Linked DNA regions of Sus scrofa: region 2 is linked to region 1. Evidence: chromatin contacts called from public promoter capture Hi-C data. All regions are on one chromosome and are shown on one strand. Each heading gives the region's core, a stretch centred on a gene start, on an enhancer-like site or on the middle of the called end of the contact. The rest is flanking DNA. Distances are from core to core; before and after follow the strand shown.

Region 1 (4,909 bases), core at 200-2,699:
ATGCAGCTCGGATCTGGCATTGCTGTGGCTGTGGCATAGGCCAGCGGCTACAGATCTGATTCGACCCCTAGCCCGGGAACTTTCATATGCCGTGGGTGTGGCCATAAAAAGACCAAACATTTTAAAAAAGGTACATGAGTACCTGGACCTCAGTTGGCCGATCACAGGTTTCAACTGTGTATACAGCTAACAATGAAATGTCTATTTCAGCAATAACATAGTGCCTGTCACACAATAGGTCCAAAATAGATCATCAGCTATAATCATTAGTGTTGTTAGTAAGAAACGTACCACGGGCACAAGGCCCGGTATTCAGTAAGCTTAAAATAAATATCAATGACCATTATCCGTATTATTAACCAAAGATCTATGCTTGGCACACAACAAACCTGTAATAGATGTCACCTGTCAATAAAGTGAAAATGAGTTTTCCAGTACACGGCCACACCTTAGCCCAAAATAGATGCCAACTTTTACTGTAATGACAGTAAGGTATAAATACTGGCAACGGCAGCACAGCAGGCCAAAATGACAGATCCTATCATTATCCTTGTTTTGTTTTTTGTTTTTTTGCCTTTTCTTGGGCCGCTCCCGCGGCATATGGAAGTTCCCAGGCTAAGGGTCCAATCGGAGCTGAGCTGCCAGCCTACGCCAGAGCCACAGCAACGCCAGATCCGAGCCGCGTCTGCGACCTACACCACAGCTCACGGCAACGCTGGATCCTTAATCCACTGAGCAAGGCCAGGGATCGAACCCGCAACCTCATGGTTCCTAGTCGGACTCGTTAACCACTGCGCCACGACAGGAACTCCCCTACCATTATTTTACATACTGTAAACCATAATGCATATGCCAGCCACTTAAGCAGACCCGAAATACATGTCAGTTATTGAACTGGTGAACAAGTCGGTATATATCGCCTGAACAGTACCTGGCTCTACAGTAGATCTGAAAAAAATGTTACCTACTAGTATGGTAAAGAACAAAATATCAGCCTCCTCCCACTGTATTTGGTCCAAAAGAGGCTGTAATAGATGTCAGTTTACTATTAATATCCTTAGATACTCTTCCAGGGATCGATTGGATTAAATCTGGCGTATGAAGATCCAAGATAAGCATCAGCTGTCAGTATTAGGTACGACTAAAGCTGAAATGTCTATTCCCTGCCCCACCCCCACCGTAGGCGTCCGCGCGCACGCGGTAGGAATCGGCGTCAGGAATACGTATTGTTTACAACAAAATGTCTGCCAGCCCACTGCTTGGTATATAGTAGGCCCATACTAGGGATCGAGTGGCAATATCAACAACAAAGTGCCTGTCAAGCCTGGCACATGGTAGGCCCATCTGCTCTTAGCTCTCTCACCGGGCTCGAGATGTTTGAGGATGCCTCTCTTGGCCAAGCGGGTCTGCAACGCAACGGGCAGCGGCATAGCGGGTAGCAGACAGACCTAGGGAAGGACAGACGAGAAAGCAGTTCAGATAAGGATTTGAATCTGGAGCTCGTAAGCAAGCGCCTCTCCCCAACATGCACTCATCTAGACTCCCACCTACCCACCTGCACCAGGAGCTGGGCAACAGAACCTACCCGCTAAAAGGTGGAAGGGATAAACGGCAGTATCACCGAAATTCTCGCCAACTCTCCTCTCCAGGCGGGGTGCTCCGGGACAGGACTCCTCTCCCAGGCCTCCTCTCCCAGGCCTAGGCTCCACCCATCGCCGAAGGGGCCAAGCGCCGCTCCCCCGCGCCCCAGAAATGGGCTCACCCAACGTCCCCCAAAGACTGCCGGGTGGAAGGAACCAAGGAGCAGGGGTGGGGGGAGCAGGGTTTCCTCTAGCTCCAAAAAATGCGCCCACCCCGACATTACCAATACAGTCACGCGGGTTGCGGAAGGCTGTCAGACTGTCGGCCTCTCTCTCGACGCCTTTATGATCGCCAGGACCACGACTCTTTTTCTCCTGAGGGAAAGAATGAGGCCCTCTCTCCCTGAGCCAGAGGTAACTGGGCGACGCTCGGGCTGCAGAGAACAGATGACGGAAACCTAACTGGCCAATGAGAGTGCGCCTTGGCCTGACGTCTGGCGAAAGGACCCAATCATTACCTTGGAATAGGTGGAAAGCTCGGGCGCCTGTGTGCGTTTACAGTGGGGGTGTGGCCCGGCCGGGATTTAGCCAGACTGCGCGGCCGGACGCCGGCGCCATGGAGGAGTACGCTCGGGAGCCTTGGTACGGCGAGGGGCACAGGCCTCGGGACTCTTGCTGCGGCGCCACGGCCAGCGGTGGGAGGCGGGCGGGGGAGGCGCTGGCTACACAGCGCCACGTCCCAGACTCGGGAGACTTTTAAACGTTTGTTGTCTCCTTCCGCTCCCGTCCACTTGTTTCCTTACTTGGGCTCCGTTAAGAGGGGCCACAACTGTGTGCTTGAAGGAGCTGGTGCGGTGCAGGACGAACCACTCCACGTTTCCCTTGACTCTTGTCCCCGGTCCCTCTTGTTAACGGAAAGAGACACGTTGGTCGAATCCATTCCAGCCGGGGGGTGGTGTGTTGCTAGGCGGAAATCCCCAGGGTTACCGCGCGTGGTTTTTCCCAGGTCCCTTTGGTGAATGGAGGCGGGGCTTGGGTGAGCCCACTGTGGGCAAGGAGGGGGTGTCGGATCGTCCCCACGGTCTGCAGCTAGGTTTTTCCTCCCTCGTGCAAGGTGAAGAAAGGGAAGAGCGTGGCTGGACGAGCTCATTGTCGGAGGAGGGGGTGCGACCCCCGTTGTACTTTACAGTGCCAGCTTGTTAACACTTCCGTAGCGCTTATTTAAACGTGCCCACTCTTTGCTTGCAATCAAGTCATTTAATCTTTGCTAGCAGTAAACCAGTTGGCTGTGAAGGAGAGGGGCGGACAAGGGCAACGACTAATGTTTTTCCCCCTTCCGCACTGTTTCTTTGCGAGAATATGGAGGAAAATACCCTCTTTATTATTTGAAGTGCTGCTCCCCATTTGAGTGACGTAGTTTCTCCCAGCTGGAAAGTGTCCTTGTGACATAAAATGGGGGAGGGCTCACATTAACCCTATCCTCCCCTTCCCGCTTGCAGCCCATGGCGAATTGTGGATGATTGCGGTGGAGCCTTCACTATGGGTGTTATCGGCGGTGGAGTCTTCCAGGCCATTAAGGGCTTCCGCAATGCCCCTGTCGTGAGTCCTGACCTTCCTTGGGTGGTGCGGGGGTCTTGCCCCGCCCACATGGGAAAACCGCTTGGAGTGCCAGTCACGGGCACTTAATCATTCTGGTGCCTGCCCACCTACTGTGTGCCAGGCCTGGTTCCACGATCTGGGAGTTTGGGGGAACTGCATACATGACCTCTGCCCCTCACCCCCCACCCAACTGGAGCTCCTCTTTGGAAATGCTGTGCTGTCAAAAGGTTTTGTCATCACAAAACTTAAAGGTGTGTGTGCAAAGCCAGACAGATGTTACCTAAAGACAGACTCTGGGTTGGAAGCCTGGCTAGAGGGAAGTGATAGGAGTTTAATTGGCAGGAGGAGGACAGCCTTAAAATTGACAATATGCTTTTAATTGAACATACTCAATTCTGTCTCTCTGAACAACTCCCCCCTCCCCCTTCCTGAGAGATCTCATCAAATGTATGACTTTTTGGGTTTTTTGGTCTTTTAGGGCCGTACCTGCAGCATGTGGAAGTTCCCAAGCTAGGGGTCGAATTGGAGCTACAGCTGCCGGCCACAGCCACAGCCACAGCCACGCGGGATCTGAGCCACGGTTGCGACCTACACCACAGCTCAGGGCCACGCTGGATCCTTAACCCACTGAGCAAGGCCAGGGATCACGCCCGAGTCCTCATGGATACTGGTTGGGTTCATTATCGCTGAGCCACAACAGGAACTCCTCAAATGTCATGACTTGAAATGCCATTTAATGTCAGAGTCTCTGCAATTTCTCTCTCTAGCCCTGTCCCTCTCCCACCTTCTGGAACTCTCTTTTCTGGATCTTTGCCCGACTCTCTCCCTCTCTTCCTCAGGGTCTCAGCCCCCAACCCCAAAGAGGCCTTTACTGACTGCTCAGCCACTCTCAGATCTCTTCATCCTATTATCTCTATTACCTGCGGCTGTCTGAAGCTATCTGGTTCACCTGTGCCCTTGTTCAGGATCTGTTCCTCCTATACTGTGAACTCTGAGAGGGTAGGAGCCAGGTCTACCGTGTTCACTGCTGGAACCCTGCTTATGGCATGGGGGCCTGGCACACTGGTGCTCAGTAACTACTGAATAAGTGAATGAATGAATGAGTAACATCTCAGGCCACTTATGTGGGGGTGCTCCCTAGCCCTCCTAGTTCTTGGCCACTGCTCCACATCTCTACCCCTGACACCCCTACTACCTTTCCAGCCCCAGTGCCTCTCCTAAAAGCTAGAAACCTTGTCTGCCGTGGACCTCAACCCTGCTCTGACTCCCGTCCTCCTCACTTTCCTCCAGGGAATCCGGCACCGATTGAGAGGCAGCGTCAACGCTGTGAGGATCCGAGCCCCTCAGATTGGAGGTGCGAGGTTTGGGGAGACAAAAGAGGTGTGATAACAAAGTTGGGGGTGGCTGCTCCTTTGAGTCTAGAATGCACATCGGGGGTCCAGATTCTAGCCACAACTCTGCCTGGCTGAGAATTCCTGGGGGAATTTTTTTTTTTTTTTGGTTTTTTACGGCCACACCAGCCTATGTAAGATCTCAAGCAAGGCCAGAGATCTAACCCATATCCTCATGGATACTAGGCTGGTTCTTAACCCACTGAGCCCTGCATTTCTTTTTTATTTTATTTTATTTTTTTTTTTGTCTTTTTGCTATTTCTTTGGGCCGCTCCCGCGGCATATGGAGGTTCCCAGGCTAGGGGTCGAATTGGAGCTGTAGCCACTGGCCTACACCAG
Region 2 (4,957 bases), core at 917-3,416, 140 kb before region 1:
TTTTGGATTTTTTTTTTCCGTACCATCGATGTAGTTTTCTATTCCTACTTGCATATTACAATGTTTTAATTACTAGAGCTTTGTCATATATTTTGAATCTGGTAAAATGATGCCTTCATCTTTCTTCTTCTTTTATAAAATTAGATACGCTTACATATTTAAGGCAACGTAGGAATTTTAACATCAGGTCCTCAAGTTCCATTTTTTAAATTTTTCAGGGCCACGCCTGAGGCATATGGAGGTTCCCAGGCCAGGGGTTGAATTGGAGCTGCAGCTGCCAGCCCATGCCACAGCCACAGCAATGCCAGATCCCAGCCAAGTCTGAGGTCTACACCACAGCTCACCACAACGCCAGGTCCTTAACCCACTGAGGGAGCAGGGCCAAGGATCACACCCACGCCCTCATGAATACTAGTCAGGTTGGTTACTGCTAAGCCACAAGGGGAACTCCAAAAAAATTTTTTTTATGAATGCACCCACAGCATATGGAAGTTCCCAGGCTAGGGATCAAATACGAACCACAGCTGCCACCTACACCACAGCGGTGGCAACACTGGAACCTTAATCCACTGTGCAGGGCTGCGGATCCAACCAGCACTTCCACAGCAACCTGAATCGCTGCGTGGCATCTTTAACCCACTGTGTCACAGTGGGAACTCCCCGTTTTGGAATTTGTATTGGTACCATATTGATTTTGTGAAAGATTAGTTTGGGGAAGAATTGTCACCTTTGTTATGTGGATGATGATGATATGTGTGTGTGTGTGTGTGTGTGTGTGTGTGTGTGTATGGGGACGTTCGTGTTTACCAAGTCGACTTGATAATAAGGGAAATAAGGGTGCCAATACAGAAAGGTACAAGGCAAATGGAAGTTCAGTGAAGTTCCCAGTGGTGCAACTGATGGGCATGGTCTTGGGATGCTGGGAAGAATTTAGGGAAGGTTGTTGGTCCTGGTGTTTTGTGAGTTGACTGTGCACCTGAAGGTGTGAGTGGGACCCTCCGCTGTGTGCAAGCCAACTTGCATACATTTAGCACACAGAGGAGCTCAATCAATGTTTGCTGTACCAGTGCACAAATGAGTGAATCAATTTTTTTATTTTTGTCTTTTTAGGGCCGCACCCGAGGCATATGGAGGTTCCCAGGCTAGGGGTCTAATTGGAGCTACAGCTGCCGGCCTCCGCCACAACCACAGCAACGCCAGATCCGGGGGGCGTCAGCGACCCACACCACGCTCACCGCAACACCGGATCCTTAACCCACTGAGCGAGGCCAGGGATCAAACCCGAAACCTCGTGGTTCCTAGTTGGATTCGTTTCCGCTGCGCCACGATGGGAACTCCTGAATCAATGAATTTTTGGAGAGGTTATTGTATACCAAAAAATCTGCTAGCACTATTCATAAATTACTTCTACTCCCTATAAAAATGTCGCCAGACAGGTATTAAGACCCCCATTTGACGGCCAAGAAAGCTGAGGCTCCGAGAGGGTAAGTCCCTTGTCCATATCCAAACCCAGTTCTGTATAACAACAGAAGTCATCCACCGAAGGGAGCGGATCTAATGTCCATCTTTCCACTCATTCAGCCATCCGTCAAGGATTTTACTAAGCACCTACAGTGTAGCACAACGACCTAGTACAACAACCGCTCTGAACAACAAAGAGCAGACGGAGCGCTTCCTGGAAGACCAGCTGGATCGCTGGACTGTAGGTACCGAGAGGGCAGGGTTTCTGGTGCGCAATTCAAGGGAACGTAGCTGCCTAGGCCTCAAGGCTTAGGCTTTGGCTTAGCAGGCACCGCTAGATCAAGGTTGGAGCGCGGTCTGGAGAGTGGATATTACGAATGCTGGCCGAGAGAGGGCGCGATTCCGCAGCTAGAAGCGTAGCCTGGAGAGCCTCCGCGCGCCGACCGGGCTTCAGTACGCAGGCGCAGAGGCCCTAAGGAGCGGCTTACTATCTTGCGGAGGGATAATTTGAGAAGAAGAGGCGTGACTCAATCAAATTACCTCTCATTGATTTGCCTCTCTCTGAGGGCGTGGCCTAGGTGCCCCCTTCTCGGAAAAAGGGCCTGCCGAATCTAGTCTTCTTTTGGCTTCGGAGGCGTAGCTTAGGGCGGGCCCTTGAAACATCCCTCGACGATTGGTCGTCTCACCCAGAGGGCGTGGCCCGGCGAGCTGTCTATCCATCATGCGGTCACTTCCTGTGGAGTTTCCCCAGCCCAGGGAGGAGGGGGAAGAGGACGAGGGGGAGGAAGGCGGTCGTCCGGGGTTAGGTTGGGGGGGGTGTCGGTCCGTTTAGGGCGGGGGATGACTCACGGCCCATCCCATCTCCCCGACGCCGCCCGCCGGCGCAGAGCTCGCTCCATGGCTTAGCGGAGGAGGCGGTGGCGAGCGGGGGAGGGGGACTCTTATTTTGTTGGGGGGACCGGGCCGAGGCCCGACCGGCCTGGCAGGGCTCGCCCGGGGCCGGGCGTCATGTCTCATGCGGCCGAGCCAGCTCGGGACGGCGTAGAGGCCAGCGCGGAGGGCCCTCGAGCCGTGTTCGTGCTGTTGGAGGAGCGCAGGCCGGCCGACTCGGCCCAGCTGCTCAGGTGCGGGGCCGCCTGGGACCGGTAGTGCTGACTGGGGTTCCCGGGGGCCTGATCTGGGGGCAGCGGGGGCCCAGGACTGTGATCGGAGGCCCTTGGCCTAGGCTTGGAGGACGTCGGGGCGCCCGACTTGGGGGGGGCACCTAAGGAATCTGGCGGTGGCCTGCTTGGACTGAGGCTTAAAGGAGTCGTGGAAGTACATTAAGAGAGGCCTTGTTCAGATTTGGGGGGCCCTTGACTGGGTCTAGAGGGACTGATTCTGTTGTGTCCACAAACTGGTCTAACGTCGCTGAACTTCAGGGACTGAGACTCTGATTAGAGGTTGAATTTGGGATTCTTGAGTCAGGTATGAGGAGAATGAATTTAAGGGGCCACTCTGTAAGTGAGGTACTGATTTTAAGGCTTCTTTTCCCCTCAGAGAGAGGGTCCTAGGAGTCAGAGGTGCTGTCTCAGGAGCTTGGTGACTCCCAGTGGCTGGTTGCTGGAGGCTGTGTTTGGGGAAACTTGACTCTGAAGGGATTTGGGGCTATCTCAGATATGCTGCGTGGGACCAGCCTTGGGAGTGTGTGCGAGTGCACAAGAAAAGCAACATTCATCAAGACTTGATCAGAATAATCCCTCCACTTGCCCACCCGTCCAGCTGGGTCAGATCCAAGGGATAGTGGGAAAGTCCTCTTCTCACACCCTCAACAGGGGCTTGAATGGGAGTCAGTCAGACAGACAGGCAATGGAGGTGGTGCTAACACTTAACTCATTGAAGGCCTCATCAGACCTTATTGGGGAACCCAGAGGAGGATCTTGTTCCTGAGGCCACCTGCCCTAGCCTCTCAGCCAGCCCTTTTCACCCCCTACACACACACACACACACACTCAGACACAGGTACTTTTTTTTTTTTTTATCTCGCCCTCCTTGTCTGTCTCTCAGGCCCTGGAGACAATCTTGAATCTGACCCCAGAGCTGGAATGAGCACCAATTGCACCATCCCTGGCTGGGTAGTTCTTCTCTGACCTCTCAGCCTCACTTCTATCAACAGGCCTGTAAGCCCCAGCCCTCTCAGTCTAGTGCCCACCGCTTCCAGGATGAGAGCATGGGAGGGGGGCTTTGCCTACTTTCTGGCTGGGATTGTGCCTAGCTCAGCAGCTCCCCGAGCTTCCTCTTCCCGACTTCCTGGGTGGTTTTAGGGCCCCATCTGTGGGTGAAGAAAGAAAGGAAGACAGATCCTTGGGGAGGGGCAAGAATTCTTGTCAAGTGAAGTCAACCACAGTCTGAGGATTCAAGATCTTCTGACAAAATTCAGGGATGCATGTCCATGTGCCCCCATGTTAGTGGCCCTCACACTTTAGGGTCTTGCAGCTGGCATGGAGGGTTGAGCCAGGAGCCTTTCCATCATAACAATTTACCATCATCTCCTACTGCTTTTATAACGACCTGGATCATGATAGTGGTGGGAATAGTTGAAAGGGAGGGGTGTACCTGGCTTATTATTTTGGGTGCTTGTGGGTGTTGGTATGGAAGGTGTGTTTGTGTTGCGATTTATCCAAAAAACCAGGAGAGCGCTGGGCAGGCTCCTCTGACCTAGAGAAGAATGTTCCTACAAAGTGATCCTCCACTCCAGTTCTCCCTCTTGTAAATCCAGATCGTTGAGCCTAGGGGAGTCTTTATTATTTCCATTTCTTTCTTTTTTTTTTTTTTTGGTTGGATGTTGGCATCCCTCGAACTCCGACTGGGGCGGGGTTGGTGGGGGGAGAGACTTATTTGCAAAGTAGTGGATCCTCTGTAAAGTGAATCAGCCTCCCCAGTTCACTTTGTGTCACAATGGACTGTTCTGCCAAGGGGTGCTCTCCTACTGCATCTGTGGACCCCCGTGGGCTCGCATTCCGCAGCCACGAAAGCAGTGGGGAGTGTGGGGGCTGGGAGAACTCTGAATGCAAAGTCAGGAGTCCCGCAAAGTGAATCGTCACTCCTAAATTCTTCATTTCTCTTCTCCTGAAACCCAGGTTGTACACGGGATTGTTAGAGCGGGGCGCTGGGACCCAGGCGCTCTTATTATTTTGAATCTTAAGGACCTGTGGGTAACACAGAGCAAAAGAGAGTGGGGAGGGGAGACGACATGGGGATTCATGGTGGTGGTTTCAGCAGAGTGGCCAAATGTGAGGGATACGCTCTGTTCTCCCTCCTGGTCTCATCCTGTCTCTTCTCTCGTCTCTTCTCTCCTCTCCTGTCTCTGTCTCTCGGGGCAATGACATCTCCATACAATCACTGACCAACACCCCTGCCTTCCCCCCACCCTCAGCCTGAATTCTTTGCTTCCGGAATCCGGGATTGTTGCTGACATCGAATTAGAAAACATCCTCGATCCTGACAGCTTCTACGA

The links. Promoter capture Hi-C pulls out the DNA fragments that hold promoters and counts their contacts.
Region 2: a promoter capture Hi-C map of liver shows a contact between it and region 1, with 4 times the contacts expected there. The contact joins the promoter of TFE3 here to the promoter of PQBP1 in region 1. A contact is called at or near these places in 1 of 5 promoter capture datasets (liver) and 1 of 2 datasets of contacts at active chromatin or transcription factors (alveolar macrophages).

What each region holds. Positions count from the first base shown.
Region 1 is chrX:42,973,186-42,978,094 of Sscrofa11.1, reverse strand. It overlaps PQBP1 (polyglutamine binding protein 1), which reads right to left and starts at 1,449. Exons shown (of 6, transcript NM_001246668.1): 1 at 1,364-1,449. The coding sequence starts at 1,430. TIMM17B (mitochondrial import inner membrane translocase subunit Tim17-B) reads left to right here and starts at 1,808. Exons shown (of 6, transcript XM_003360308.4): 1 at 1,808-2,222; 2 at 3,080-3,179; 3 at 4,470-4,533. The coding sequence starts at 2,050.
Region 2 is chrX:43,113,586-43,118,542 of Sscrofa11.1, reverse strand. TFE3 (transcription factor E3) reads left to right here and starts at 2,166. Exons shown (of 10, transcript XM_003135074.6): 1 at 2,166-2,585; 2 at 4,877-4,957. The coding sequence starts at 2,470.